3 separate regions of the Rattus norvegicus genome follow, and all the other regions are linked to region 2. Evidence: chromatin contacts called from public Hi-C data. All regions are on one chromosome and are shown on one strand. The core of a region is the stretch at or near the end of the contact, and the rest is flanking DNA. Distances in the headings are between cores, read along the strand shown.

What was found. A called contact is a pair of places that touch in the nucleus more often than the background predicts.
Region 1: a contact with region 2 is called in a Hi-C map of the A7r5 cell line, with 2.6 times the contacts expected there. The contact joins two enhancer-like sites. A contact is called at or near these places in 4 of 12 Hi-C or Micro-C datasets (the A7r5 cell line, Schwann cells, frontal cortex and 1 more).
Region 3: a contact with region 2 is called in a Hi-C map of Schwann cells, with 2.9 times the contacts expected there. The contact joins two enhancer-like sites. A contact is called at or near these places in 5 of 12 Hi-C or Micro-C datasets (the A7r5 cell line, Schwann cells, frontal cortex and 2 more).

Annotation. Positions count from the first base shown.
Region 1 is chr2:137,350,009-137,353,973 of GRCr8, reverse strand. No RefSeq gene overlaps it. Among named protein-coding and RNA genes, the nearest start is that of Noct, 70 kb to the left of the region's middle. Within about 2 kb of position 2,708, at least 4 of the 93 cell types and tissues checked have an H3K27ac peak or open chromatin away from gene starts, as enhancers often do.
Region 2 is chr2:136,609,566-136,613,753 of GRCr8, reverse strand. Slc7a11 (solute carrier family 7 member 11) reads left to right here. Exons shown (of 12, transcript NM_001107673.3): 7 at 486-609; 8 at 2,381-2,484; 9 at 3,280-3,376. Among named protein-coding and RNA genes, the nearest start is that of Slc7a11, 57 kb to the left of the region's middle. Within about 2 kb of position 1,838, at least 8 of the 93 cell types and tissues checked have an H3K27ac peak or open chromatin away from gene starts, as enhancers often do.
Region 3 is chr2:137,299,703-137,303,843 of GRCr8, reverse strand. No RefSeq gene overlaps it. Among named protein-coding and RNA genes, the nearest start is that of Noct, 120 kb to the left of the region's middle. Within about 2 kb of position 2,038, at least 18 of the 93 cell types and tissues checked have an H3K27ac peak or open chromatin away from gene starts, as enhancers often do.

The DNA of each region.
Region 1 (3,965 bases), core at 1,459-3,958, 740 kb before region 2:
GAAGGACGGTTCACCTGATCCTCTCAGGAAGGTTGCCTCTCTTCCCTTCTTTCCCTTCAACCCGTGAACCGGGCCAGGGGCTTCTCTTTGCTGCTCTCATGATTTTGTGCCCATCTTCATCGTTTCAGCCGTGAAGACACTGGCTGTCTCTGCTGCGTGCTGTCACTGGGTAATCATTACTCCTTGTTGGAGCCTAATGGCAAGACTAAACGTCAGGGTTTCTAGTGTAGAGCAATGCTAAGATGAGAACCATTCCGTTATAATGATGTCTAACTTAGCAATAGTTTCTTTACTCCATTTCTTGTTTTATTAACTCGAACAGATAGGATCCAATATTGGTGAGGAATTCCCTAGTGGAAGCTCTTTGATTAAAAAAAAAAAAAAAGAAAAAAAAAAGAAATCACTGAATTCGAGTTGGGGTCTGTAACTCTGAGGTCAAGCGTTTGCCTAAAATGAGAGGGAAGCCCTGGATTCCATCCCCAGCTCTCTTGGGGGTTGGGAATCAATAGTCAGTGAAGGCAGTTTGAGTACCTGTCTGTCTTTCAGAGAAAAAGTGCCTGTTCAGTGCAGACACTGGAAGTCAAATGGTTAATCAATCCAAGATAAATCAATGGGCCAAGAAAGTAATGACTGTTTTCTCTGTCGTCTTTAATGTTAGAATCTCTGTCCCCTCCCCTCTCTTTCACACTCTCTTTTTGATAGAGAGTCTCTTTGTGTAGACTTGGCTGTTCTGGAGCTTGCTGTGTAGATCAGGCTGACCTTGAACTCATAAAGATCTATCTATCTCTGCTGTCCCTGTGCTGGGATTAAAGGCTTGCACCACCAGGCCTGGCCAGAAGACCTCCCCCCTTTTAAATATGGCTTCCGGTACAGAGCGAAGGGAATGGAGGTAGGAGGGGAAGGCTCTGCACACGTGCTGCATGCTGCTGATGTTGTGATACATGTTTACATGCATGGCTGGATGGACTCACATTTCATTTTGTGAAGAACATACAACATACAACAAGGAAACAAGCTTCGTGATCAAGTCACAAATCTGGAGAAGCCACACCAGGAACTCAAGCCAGAACGGCAGATTCATTTCAAGCTTAAAGCTCTTGGCCACTAAAATGATGTTTCTCTTACAAACTTTCTGAACAATTTGGTGTAAACGAAGGGTGCCCATCCCATTTAACATTGTGACATGGGATACAGTCCTACGATGTTGGGCTCTGTTCCTAGCCATCAGAGGTGCATGTAGCAGGAGGACTGCAGGCTGAACATATGTTCTGCGTCTTCCCTGTGCTTTCTGAGTGTAGAGCCTTCAAATACTCAGAGCTGTGGGAAGAAATGTCAGGGTGTTAGTCTCACTTGAAAGTCATATTTAATTTGATATTTCTAACATTGTTTATTGTTAATTTTTTGTTTTTAACAACATCTGATAATATAATATTTCCCACCCAATGAAGATTTCTAATGAGTTATTGGAAAATGAATTAATTGACTTATGTGTGTGTGTGTGTGTGTGTGTGTGTGTGTGTGTGTGTATGTGTGTGTGTGTGTGGAGAGAGAGAGAGAGAGAGAGAGAGAGAAAGAGAGAGAGAGAGAGAAAGAGAGAGAGAGAGAGAGAGAGAGAGAGAGAGGAGAGGAGAGGGGGGAAGGGGAGAGAAGGGGAAAGGGGAGAGACATGTTTATATGTAGCTCCAGTACCAATCATGATCAACTAGACTTTCTCTTTTCTTTTTTTTAAAAAAATTCTTCATTGTTAATAGAGTGTGAGGGGATGTGGGTTTGCCTGTGAAAGTCAGCGAGGCTCACTTGCTCCTTTCACTGTGGTATCTTGAAGCAAGCAGGGCAAACACTTTGACCCACTGAACCTTCTCACTCATCTTCTTTGTGTTAAAATTTGGGGTTTTATAGTGACATTTGTTAACTTCTGCTTTGTTTTTTGCCTTGACTATTTATTTATTATCTATTTGTTTATGGGGGGGGCACTACACAAACACACACCTTTGTGAACTCCTGCATGGTTAAAAATGAGGAGGAGTTGGGAGAGGGGGAAAGTAGTATCAGAATATATTGTATGAAAACAAACCATAAGGAAACGTGAGCTTGTCCTTTAAAAGCCAGGGCTCGGGCTGGAGAGACGGCTCAGTGGTTAAGAGCACCCGACTACTCTTCCAGAGGTCCTGAGTTCAATTCCCAGCAACCACATGGTGGCTCACAACCATCTGTAAAGAGATCCGATGCCCTCTTCTGGTGTATCCGAAGACAGCTGCAGTGTACTTATATATAATAAATGAATAAATCTTAAAAAAAAAAAAAAAAAAAAAAAGGCCAGGGCTCCCAGGTGCAGATTAACACATATCTTCAAGGCTGGGGTTAGAGGTTTTCTTTTTGGGATGTGCGCCCCCTACTGGAGCCTGGTGCTTTTGACCTTGACCCACCTCGGGGTGAGGGCTGACTGGTATAATTACATAAGACGCGTATTGCTGACTTCCTTCAGGATCGTGCGTGCATGCATTCCTTCCCTTATCTTTTTGATTTGGAAGGAGAGTCCAGAATGCCTGTCAGCTTAGTCTTTGATGTGGGGGACAAAGACTAATAAAAACATTAAAAGCATCTTTTCCTCCCGTTTCACTTGACTCGCTGTGTCTGCCGCAGACCCTGCCCGATTGACAGAACATTACATAGATAACCCCCTTCTTAAGTGGCGGCGAGGCAGCAGCGGGCAGTTTTTCATTTAGAGTCTATCAACTGAGAATTGATAAAGTCATCATGGAACAACTGTAGTTTGACCCCGACCTGACAAAAGAGATCGAAAATGTCTTGGATAGAGAGAATCAAGGGGTTGGCTCCATCCCTGCCTGGGAAAAAGGCTTGGAGTGGGCCAAGGGCTAACACCCAGGCACTCCACGAGTATGTTTAATAACTGAGAAGTAAATAATGAAAGGGATGTCAATAAACAATCGCGATTTAATAAATTATTCATTTTAACAACCTACCAGTGTTTGCCCAGGGATGTAGTTTTTTTCTCCGTCTGAGGGATTGGTCTGAACCTGCCTGGCTGCGATGCTGTTCACCATCCTTGACAGCAGGGGGCACTCACGTCACGCCTGAAACAGATAGATGCCAAACTCCTCGGTTTATGTAGGAGGGAAAGATTGAGAAGTTGATGGGAGAGCATCAAGAGGAGGTGGAGGGGAAGATAGAAAATGAGTGGATAGATACTGAAATGAAAAAAAAATTTCCGCAGGCAGATCAAATTCACCCTTGCACCGAAGCAAAGCGTCAAGAAATAAATAGAAAACAGTCACTCTATATTTTGTTGGTTAAAATAACTTATTTATTTGAAACTCATAAGATGACAGATTTGGAGCAGTCAGGGCAAGGGCAAAGAGATATTCGAAATTTAACAGATTTATTTCCATCTTGAAAATCCTGCTGTGATTTTTTTTCCCCAGGAAACACTCCCAGAAAATAACTGATTCTCTTGGGCTGGTGTGAAATATAAAAAATGATAATAATTAAAAAAAAAACCCAAACAAACCCAAACGGCCCCCAGACAGCTGAGGGGCTATAGGCTGTATGTTCTTCTCTCCTTAGAGGCAAGCTCTCACTGTGGAGCCCAGGGGTCCTCGTGAGAGTTGGGCTCACGTGTGCCCAGGCCCTTGTCCATCTGCCAGAGCCTTTGGAAGAAAGTCCCCACCACAGCTGAAGGCGAAGGTTTCTTGGAAATGAACTCCCAGGGTCAGTTCAACTCTGCGTGCGTTTTCCTTTCTCACGGACTTGAGTGACAGCCCCCACTTTATGAAACTGTCTCCCGGGAAGCAACGTTCCTCCTACACATTGAAGAAAGGCCGTTGTGGTCCCTGGGATATTTACTGTGAACCCAAGGCACCGAGAGCAGAATGCATTCTCGATCGATGGCCATGCAGATGCTAAAGTGAGTGGTATTTATTTATAATAATGCGTGAGGCGGCCCA
Region 2 (4,188 bases), core at 589-3,088:
ACCACAAGCCGCCCCACGGGAAAACCCTGAGTGCGAAAGATGCTTTGGAGGGCTCCCTTTAAAAAGCTGTCCAGCCGGCGTGGTGGATTCATGGTGGAAAGGCGTGTGGTCCTCGGGTCAACAGCATCAGGATCACATGGGGGCACAGGAGAGGTGCTGATCTCATTAAATCAGAAACCCAGGGATGGGCTCAGTGGCCCGTGCTTTAACAAGCCTTCCCTGGTGATTTCGAGGAAAGCACGGCAGTGCAGTAACATTCATGGGGTAAAGAATGGGGTAGACCTATATATTTGGGGATAGAGCAATAGACAAGTTATACAGAATGCCTACCCCCATGGATCTCATTATATTGCAAAGGTACTTTGTTCTGATAAAATGTTCTTTCTTCCATATGCCAACATCAGTCCCTGGAACTAGTCTTCTGTATTCTTTGGTAGCAGAAAATGTGAGAGATGACCCAGACCCGATGTCTTTGTGTATTTCAGAACCATCCCCCTTGCAATCTGCATCTCTATGGCCATCATCACAGTTGGCTATGTCCTGACAAATGTGGCCTATTTTACAACCATTAGCGCCGAGGAGCTGTTGCAGTCCAGCGCTGTGGCGGTGGTAAGTCAACATTACAGTTCCCACAGTTAGAATTTAGGCTAATGAGTCGAGGATGGACTCTGCTTTATCATGGCTCCCTACAGGAGAAAGTGTTTTGAAGTTAGTCATCTTTTCTTGACCTGAATGATAATATTTTGAAGATTTAAAGTGTACCCTACTTAGATTCTGCTAACTCTACCCTGAGAGCTCTTTGTTATTTTTTTTTTAATTCTCCTAAAAGGCATTTTTATATAAAGCTGCCTAAAAAGGCTTTCCTACAAGGAGGGAGTATTTTCCCAACATGTTTCTAAGGACAGGCGGAGTTTCTGAATGCAAATCAAGGCAAGTTTTGATATGCAAAGTATAATCCACTCTTCTCATTTCTGGTTATCAACTTTTCAAATGTTGACTTGAATCCTCTCCCCAAATTATTTTTCTAGAAATTTCAGGAGGACCATGTCTATTCATCCATTTGTAGCATGACTTGGAATAGTGGTGTTGTGGTGGTTTTTATAAATTTGGGAACAGGTAGGCAATTAAATGTTAAAGAGATGTTACAAAGAGATGTTCCAGCAACACTTGGAGATGACTGTGCATTGTAACCCCCTAATTCCAAAGATTTTCCACAAAATTATTTCACACTGGAACTATATTCGTGTCCAAAGATCATGTTATGAGACTGCTTTTTCTTTTCACTCGTGTTTGCTCAGACATTTTAACTGGGAAGAAAGAATGCACTCATTAACTGGAAGCCAGGAAGGTGAAAACTTAAAAACACCCAGAGACACTCCCATCCACCAAACACAATTCCTTTTAACACAGTATCACTTCCTATCAGCAACACCCACGGAGAATGGCTACCTCCTGTGGTGCGAACCTGTATCTGAGGTCACAGTATGAAAAGGGCTTTGTCCACTGCCTTGAAATGTACAAAGCTTCCGGGTGTCTGGTCGGTTGCCTCACGTTTCTAGGCAAAGGGCAGCCCTAATTTGTGGAGAGCATAATGGGGTCTGTTAATTGCATAGCACCAGCTGCATCAAGGACAATGGGAAGAAAAAAATCCTGTAATAACCAAAAAAAAAAAAAAAAAAAAAAGCATCCTTTATACAAATGTGCAGGAGTGCCTAGGAGAAAATCTTAGAACTTTGTCTACCATTTGTTTATGCTTTGTGTCACTTGTCAGGATTGGAGTTGTGTTCTAGCATTTTACAGGAAACCCTGGTAGGAAATGACAGCCTCCTAGGGTCGGGGAGGGCTGACTCCATAAACTGGTTCAGCTGGTCTGGTCTGACTCGGGTAAAGAACCTTCAGACTGGCTCACTCATATGATGAAATAGTCAACTTGTCTATTGTTCTGATTTATCCTCCAGCATCAAGGTGGGCCAGTACCTGTCACACTCACGAGTGTACGTCTAGTGCTCCTCATACAAAGGTGGCTTTTTGGGATTGTGCAGAGCAATTTCTGTCCTTAAAGTAGAATTTCCTATCTAAGCCCCTTCCTCTTACCAGAGGCGATAGTTGATAAAGAGTCTGTAAACGGCTCGTTGCTTTGGAGGGACAGAGAAGGCGACTGTTTAGACCTTTGCCCACAGGTCTGAGACAGCAATGCCATGGTGCCCGCTTCTGATGATTGTCTTGGGAGTCAGTTTGACCCTAACGAAAAAGAAGGATTATAAAACATTCACGTAGCACCAGGCTAATGGAAAGTCAAAGAGCAAGTTTGGCCTAAATTGTTTCATTTTATTCCACTTTCGGGGAAAGCATTAATTTGCTCCGTTCTTTCCTTCCTCAGACCTTCTCTGAGCGGCTGCTGGGAAAATTCTCATTAGCAGTCCCGATCTTTGTTGCCCTCTCCTGCTTCGGCTCCATGAACGGTGGTGTGTTTGCTGTCTCCAGGTGAGCGAGTTCATGTATTTTCAGAAACACATTTCTGTTTTAGAGATTGGATGTGATAAGGATAACTTTTAAAGAGAAAAGCAATAGTTCCTCCGAACCTGTTGTTTTTAAAGGGATATGCGAGTTCCTAGTAGATTCCGGTGAAGCATGTTTCATTCTGTCCAGTAGAGGGCGCTGCGTGTCTACACATAGCCCACTCTGAGCAGGGCATGCTGCATTTTTTTTTTTTTTTTTTTTTGAAGAGTCTGTCTTCAGGGTTTTATAATGGCCTTTATTTCTAGCGATAAAGTCTTTTGTTTTTGTGAAGGTGCCACGGAAAACAGTAAAGTCGAAAGCAGAAATCACCACCCTGCCATCTGTAACCCTTTTTCTTAGTTCGTTGGTACCAAAATCTTTTTTTGCCTATTTATGTTACAATTTAGAGAGAGGTTAACATTGCATGCATGTACATATGTGTACATGTGCAATGCATGTGTGCTACTTTGGACTGACACTAGCAATCTAGCACTGAATTTGCCACCAGCTACTCCTATATAAGAAGAACTCTACTCAGTGCAATATTTCTATTGTTTTTCCTCAGAGCAATATAAGGTATTTCCCAGACTCTGTAGGTCCTGAAATGAGACTTAGGATGAGATCTTCCCCTTGTCTTCAAAGCACAACCCAAATGACCAGAGGAGAAATGCCAAGACGCCTAGCATGAGGACGATGCATCCATGTTGCTTTGGGGATTTAAGAACTGCTCCATTTGAATGATTGATTCTGTAGTCAACTTCACCCTTCTTCTCCCTGCAGGTTATTCTATGTTGCATCTCGAGAAGGGCACCTTCCGGAAATCCTCTCCATGATTCACGTCCACAAGCACACTCCTCTGCCAGCTGTTATTGTTTTGGTAATGCATATTAACAAGGACATGCAGATATAACCTCACACAATGGTTAGGAAGGAGGGGATGGAACAGACATCCTGATTCACCACTGGGTTGGTGCTCAGTGTGTCGTGTTTGGGAGGCCAGAGATGTTTGCCTTGGCTTGCTTTGACTCCGTGCTTTTGATGTGTACCGGATGCCCTGGGATATGACCCACCTCACTTCTGCTTCACCTTTGCAGAAATTTGTAAGGTATGAAGGGAAATGAAGGCTATGGTTTCTCTCCTTGGCGGAGAGCCTCAAAGGAAAGAAAAGGAAAAACCGCAAGGATACAATCTAAATTCTGGTCTCAGAGTTCAGCTGAAAGCAGACTGTGCAAAAATGATCTGTGGCCCTCTCCTGGTCCCTCTCATACAACGTAATTTAAAGCATAGATAAGACATAAACAGCCAAATGTTTCTCCAGGAGGCCTGTGAGAGCAAACCTTAAGGAAAAAAAGGAAAACCCTAAATGTAGATTGAAGCAGGGGAATTCTCTAGGCTGGGGTGATATTTGTCAAATGTGGGACACAAAAGGCTGTTAAAGGTGTAAGAGCTCTCAAATACCCTTGGGCAATGCTACAGTCATTTTTTTCCCTCCTCTGATTTTAGTAACATTTTTTCTTAACCAGAATCTGCTGTCAAGAGCTCCCTAGGATGCATTGAGCATTTTTTTTTCTTCTCCATGCATTTAATTTGTTTCAGAATGTTTCCTTGAAATTTCTTTTGAACATACGCACTCTGTGCACAATCTGGAAGCTAACGTCATTTGTGGGAACAGGATGTGCTGTTCCATAA
Region 3 (4,141 bases), core at 789-3,288, 690 kb before region 2:
AGCTGTGGGTGGTTTGGTAGCTGTAGAGTCCTACAACATTCTGAACATAGCATTTTATTAATAACGTGTTTTGATCATGTTCATCCCACACTCCTCCTAACTCCTCCCAGACCTATTCCAACTTCTGGTCCTCAGAAAAAAACAAAACAAAGAAACCGACCCTTTGAGTGCAGTTTGTGCAGCCCATAATGCTCATGGATGTGGTGTCTCCACTGGAGTGTAGCTCATCTTCCAGGAGCCACACCCTCTCGCAGAAGCCATTGACTGTCAATAGGTCCTTAGTCAGTGGTGGACCAGTGGACCTCTTCTCAGTGCATGCTAGAGCATTGACTGGCCTGGCCTTGTTTAAGTCTTGGTGAAGGCAATTGCAACTGCCATGGGTTTGCCAGTGTAAGGATCTCGTCATGCTCACAAGACACTGTTTTGCTTTGCTCCTTCCTGACCCCTGACTCAGAATCTTTTGTCTCATGTTCTGTGCTGGTCCCTGAGTCTGTGTCTCTGTGTCTGTCATCTGTCTGTCTGTCTGTCTGTCTGTCTCTGTGATAGATGTCCCATTTGTGCCTTTGATGAGTTGTGAACTTCTTCATTAACTGTTGTCCACTTCACAAATAAACTCCTCTGACGAGGCCTGGGAGCTGCAGTAATTATGGGCATGGAGATATGAGGTTAGAAGGCAGTTCGATAATCTATCCATTTAGCTAAACAATATCAATAGACCCAGCCCTGGTAGGAGTCACTTGGCAGTTCTCTTAACACTGTATCTTCTTAAGGAGTTTAAAGTTGGAGAAAGGAGACATGGCTGGTTTTGAAAGCAAACATACGCACTCAAGCACAGAAAGATTTTAGAGAGCAAGGCACCCCTGGCTCCCCCAGCTCCGTTTGTGCCCCAAGCCTTAGTAACAGCTAACCTTGAGAGCACTTAGTGCGCTCGGGAGAATTCTACATCTGGCAACATCTTCATTCTGACAGCAGCCCAGTGAGGCACGCCCTTTAGTAGTCCTGCTTTTCAGGACAGGGTGAAGAAAGGACCCTGGTTCTTCTGATGAGGAGGCATACATTCTGTCAGGAGATGAAATAGATGGGGATCATAGAAGTGAATATGCATCCCACCGACCTTTTACTTTCATATTCTCTACTATATTAGAACATAACTAAAAGTGGTTAAAACAGAGCAATAAGCATAACTATGGCAGAGAACCATGATTGCTGAACACACGGACTTTGGGTCGAAGGACGTGGTGGAGGTATGACCACACTCAGCCACTGGCCTGATCTTGAGAGCATCTCTGACACCCGTGGCTTGAACTTTGTATCCTGGATGTTCTGAACCTTGCAATGCCAACAACGCTTTCTCCTCATCTCCAACTCTCTTCCTCACAGATACAAAAGATTGAGGTACCATGGACTGTTCCCATCTGATCTTCCCCTTAAAGTTTAGGGCCGAAGTGTTAGCCAGCTCTTAGATATTGTATAAGAAGACAAAGAATGTCTAAGAAAAAGGGTTGATTTGCGGTCATGGTTTCCATCCATGACCATTTTGCTTTTGGCTTGTGGTCTCATACCGTACCATGGTGGGAACACATGATACAGAAGGTCAGGTTGCCTCACAGCAGCCTGGAAACAGGAAGGAGAGAGGACAGGGTCCTAATAGCACCTGCAAGGGTGTGCTCCCAGTGACCTAACTTCCTGCCACCAGGCCCCCCTTATAACTTACACCACCTCTCTGCAGTGCCACAGGTTTGGGACCTAGCATTCAAATGTGATTCTTAGAACGACATCAGCTAGAACAGAGTTTGGTAGAGAAGGAAGGGAAGTTCATAGATTAAGTCCCCGAGCCTCTGACCACTTTGTTCCTATCCCGTTGGCATGTGTAGGGCTGCAGAGGAAGGGAGGACACAGAGATGCTGCCTCTGTGAGGCCGGCAGGATCCAGGTCACATTCCACCAACCACGGAAGCTGCTGTCTGTTGTGTCCCTGGACAGTCCTAATAATGGCACTTTCATGCAGCCTACATCTGGCTTCTGTTTATAAGCCTTCAAGCCAGAGAGAGCATAGACGAGGAAGGCCCTAGTGGAGGATATTGGCATCAGGATCTAAATGTAGAAGTCATGTGGGGGTGGTTTTGCATATAGCCCTTCATGGTGCCGCTTGGGATCATGTAGGGCTCTTAGCATGGGGCATTTTCAGGCTTTCCTTGTGTATGTACAACACACACACACACACACACACACACACACACACACACACACACACACACACACCAGCTTGCTTCCAGTGGATGAGTAAGCAGGGGCAGCCATGAGATCCAGTTGCAGCTCTCTATGGGAGCCAGTGTGGAAATGTCATGTATCCAGGTCACTGTTTTCAGGCACAACAGTTCTGTGTGGGCCAACGCTGTTTACTGCCAAGTTCATTTAGAACTCTCTGAGCTTTCCCTGCCAGGGCCTCAATCTCTTCAAATTCCTAGAGGAAACCATTGGCGAGGCATGACAGACTTTGAGCACTAGATGGCAGTAAAGGTCCGTGAAACTTTTTTGGTGGCTCTGCGCTCTTTAATTCTCTGCCTTTAGAGGTGAAGAATCCTTGCGGAAGAGAAGAGACCTCGACCATAAATTCCACACGCAATAGCAGGTTCATAATGCACTGGAGTGACTGCATGCTGTATTTTTTCTCTCCGAGAAATAAAATTTCTCTTTCAATGGAGAAGGTTGTTCCTTTACATCTAACATGAGCTAATGTTAAATCTCTCTCTTAAGTAGCAGAGGACGGAGCCTTTAATGTGTGCACTGACCAAGACACCGGGCCTGTGTCTGCAGTGAGATGCAGATTGATGTCTTGAGGGACTGAGCCGGAGTAAGTCATATATTCTGCAGAGAGAGGGCTGTTTCTCCTCTTAATCATGGACATTTGACTTGTCAAAAAAATGTTTTCTCATTGATTGCCTGAGACAGAGTGTGCAGGCTAGAAAGACAAGTTTACCAAAAATCTCCTTCACTTGGAAGGGATGTTAAGGGGAAACCAGTGACTAATATCTTTCATTTAAAACACATTTGCCTGTTGGAGAGTGTGACAGTAACGTGTTGGTGGGACAGAATTACATTTATTTTTATTTTGCTCCTGCTTTTAAACTTCTTTCTTGTATTACCTGAGAAATAGGACTCATGAGCATTAAAATTAATGCTAAAATGAGCAAGCCTATAATACAAGCACCCAGGAGTCAGAGGCAAGAGGATTAGGAGTTCAAAGTCATTTCTGGCTATGTATTGAGATTGAGGACAGCCTGGACTGTATGAGCCCATGCCAAAAAAAAAAAAAAAAAAAAAAAAAAAAAAAGGGACCATTATCAGCAGAATCTATCTGTCCGTCCGTCCATCCATCCATCCATCCATCTGTCTATGTATATATGCCTGTATATATGGATGGATGGTATCATTCATTTATCTACCTCTCAGTTTATTCTCAGTATCAATCCTTTTATCAGTCATGTCATGCAATAAAAGCACTAAAATGTCCTCATTGCGATGTGCTTTTTGGCACCTGGTCGGTGAACTCTTTATCAATTGCAAAATGTGAGATTAGAAAAATAGAAAATCCGTCACAGAGCCCCTAGCATACCCTACACTTAATTCGCGACTGAGTCACGGTTCCTTCGACATGTCTGCCGCGGTGGCTCACAGCTGAGTCCTCGCAATGATTGCTTGGCAGTGGAGCAGGAGGGCAGGTGTCCTGCATGTCACCTCCACTCTGCCATGCCCGGCTCTTGGCATGCCGTCTGCGATGCCGTGGGGTCACTGCCTGCTTGGTGAGTGAATGGCATGGGCCTGGCTGCCAGCCTGGCATGTCAAGAACATGTTCATTTCCACGTTGTGGAGGTGTCGTATTCTGAAGCCTGCTTGTTCTGCGTGGATGCTTCCAAATGCAGAGAGATCTACCTAGAGGCCCCGAAGAGTTGTGATTGGAACAACTAGGATAATCACCGTCATACTTCATTCCCCAAATGGGGACAAATACAAATAGTGAGCTTTTCAAAGAAATCAAGACAAGCTGTTTGAAGAAGAATGTGGCCAGCAGTGTGTGTGTGTGTGTGTGTGTGTGTGTGTGTGTAGGTCCAAGGTTCGTATTATCTGTTTTTGGTTGCTCT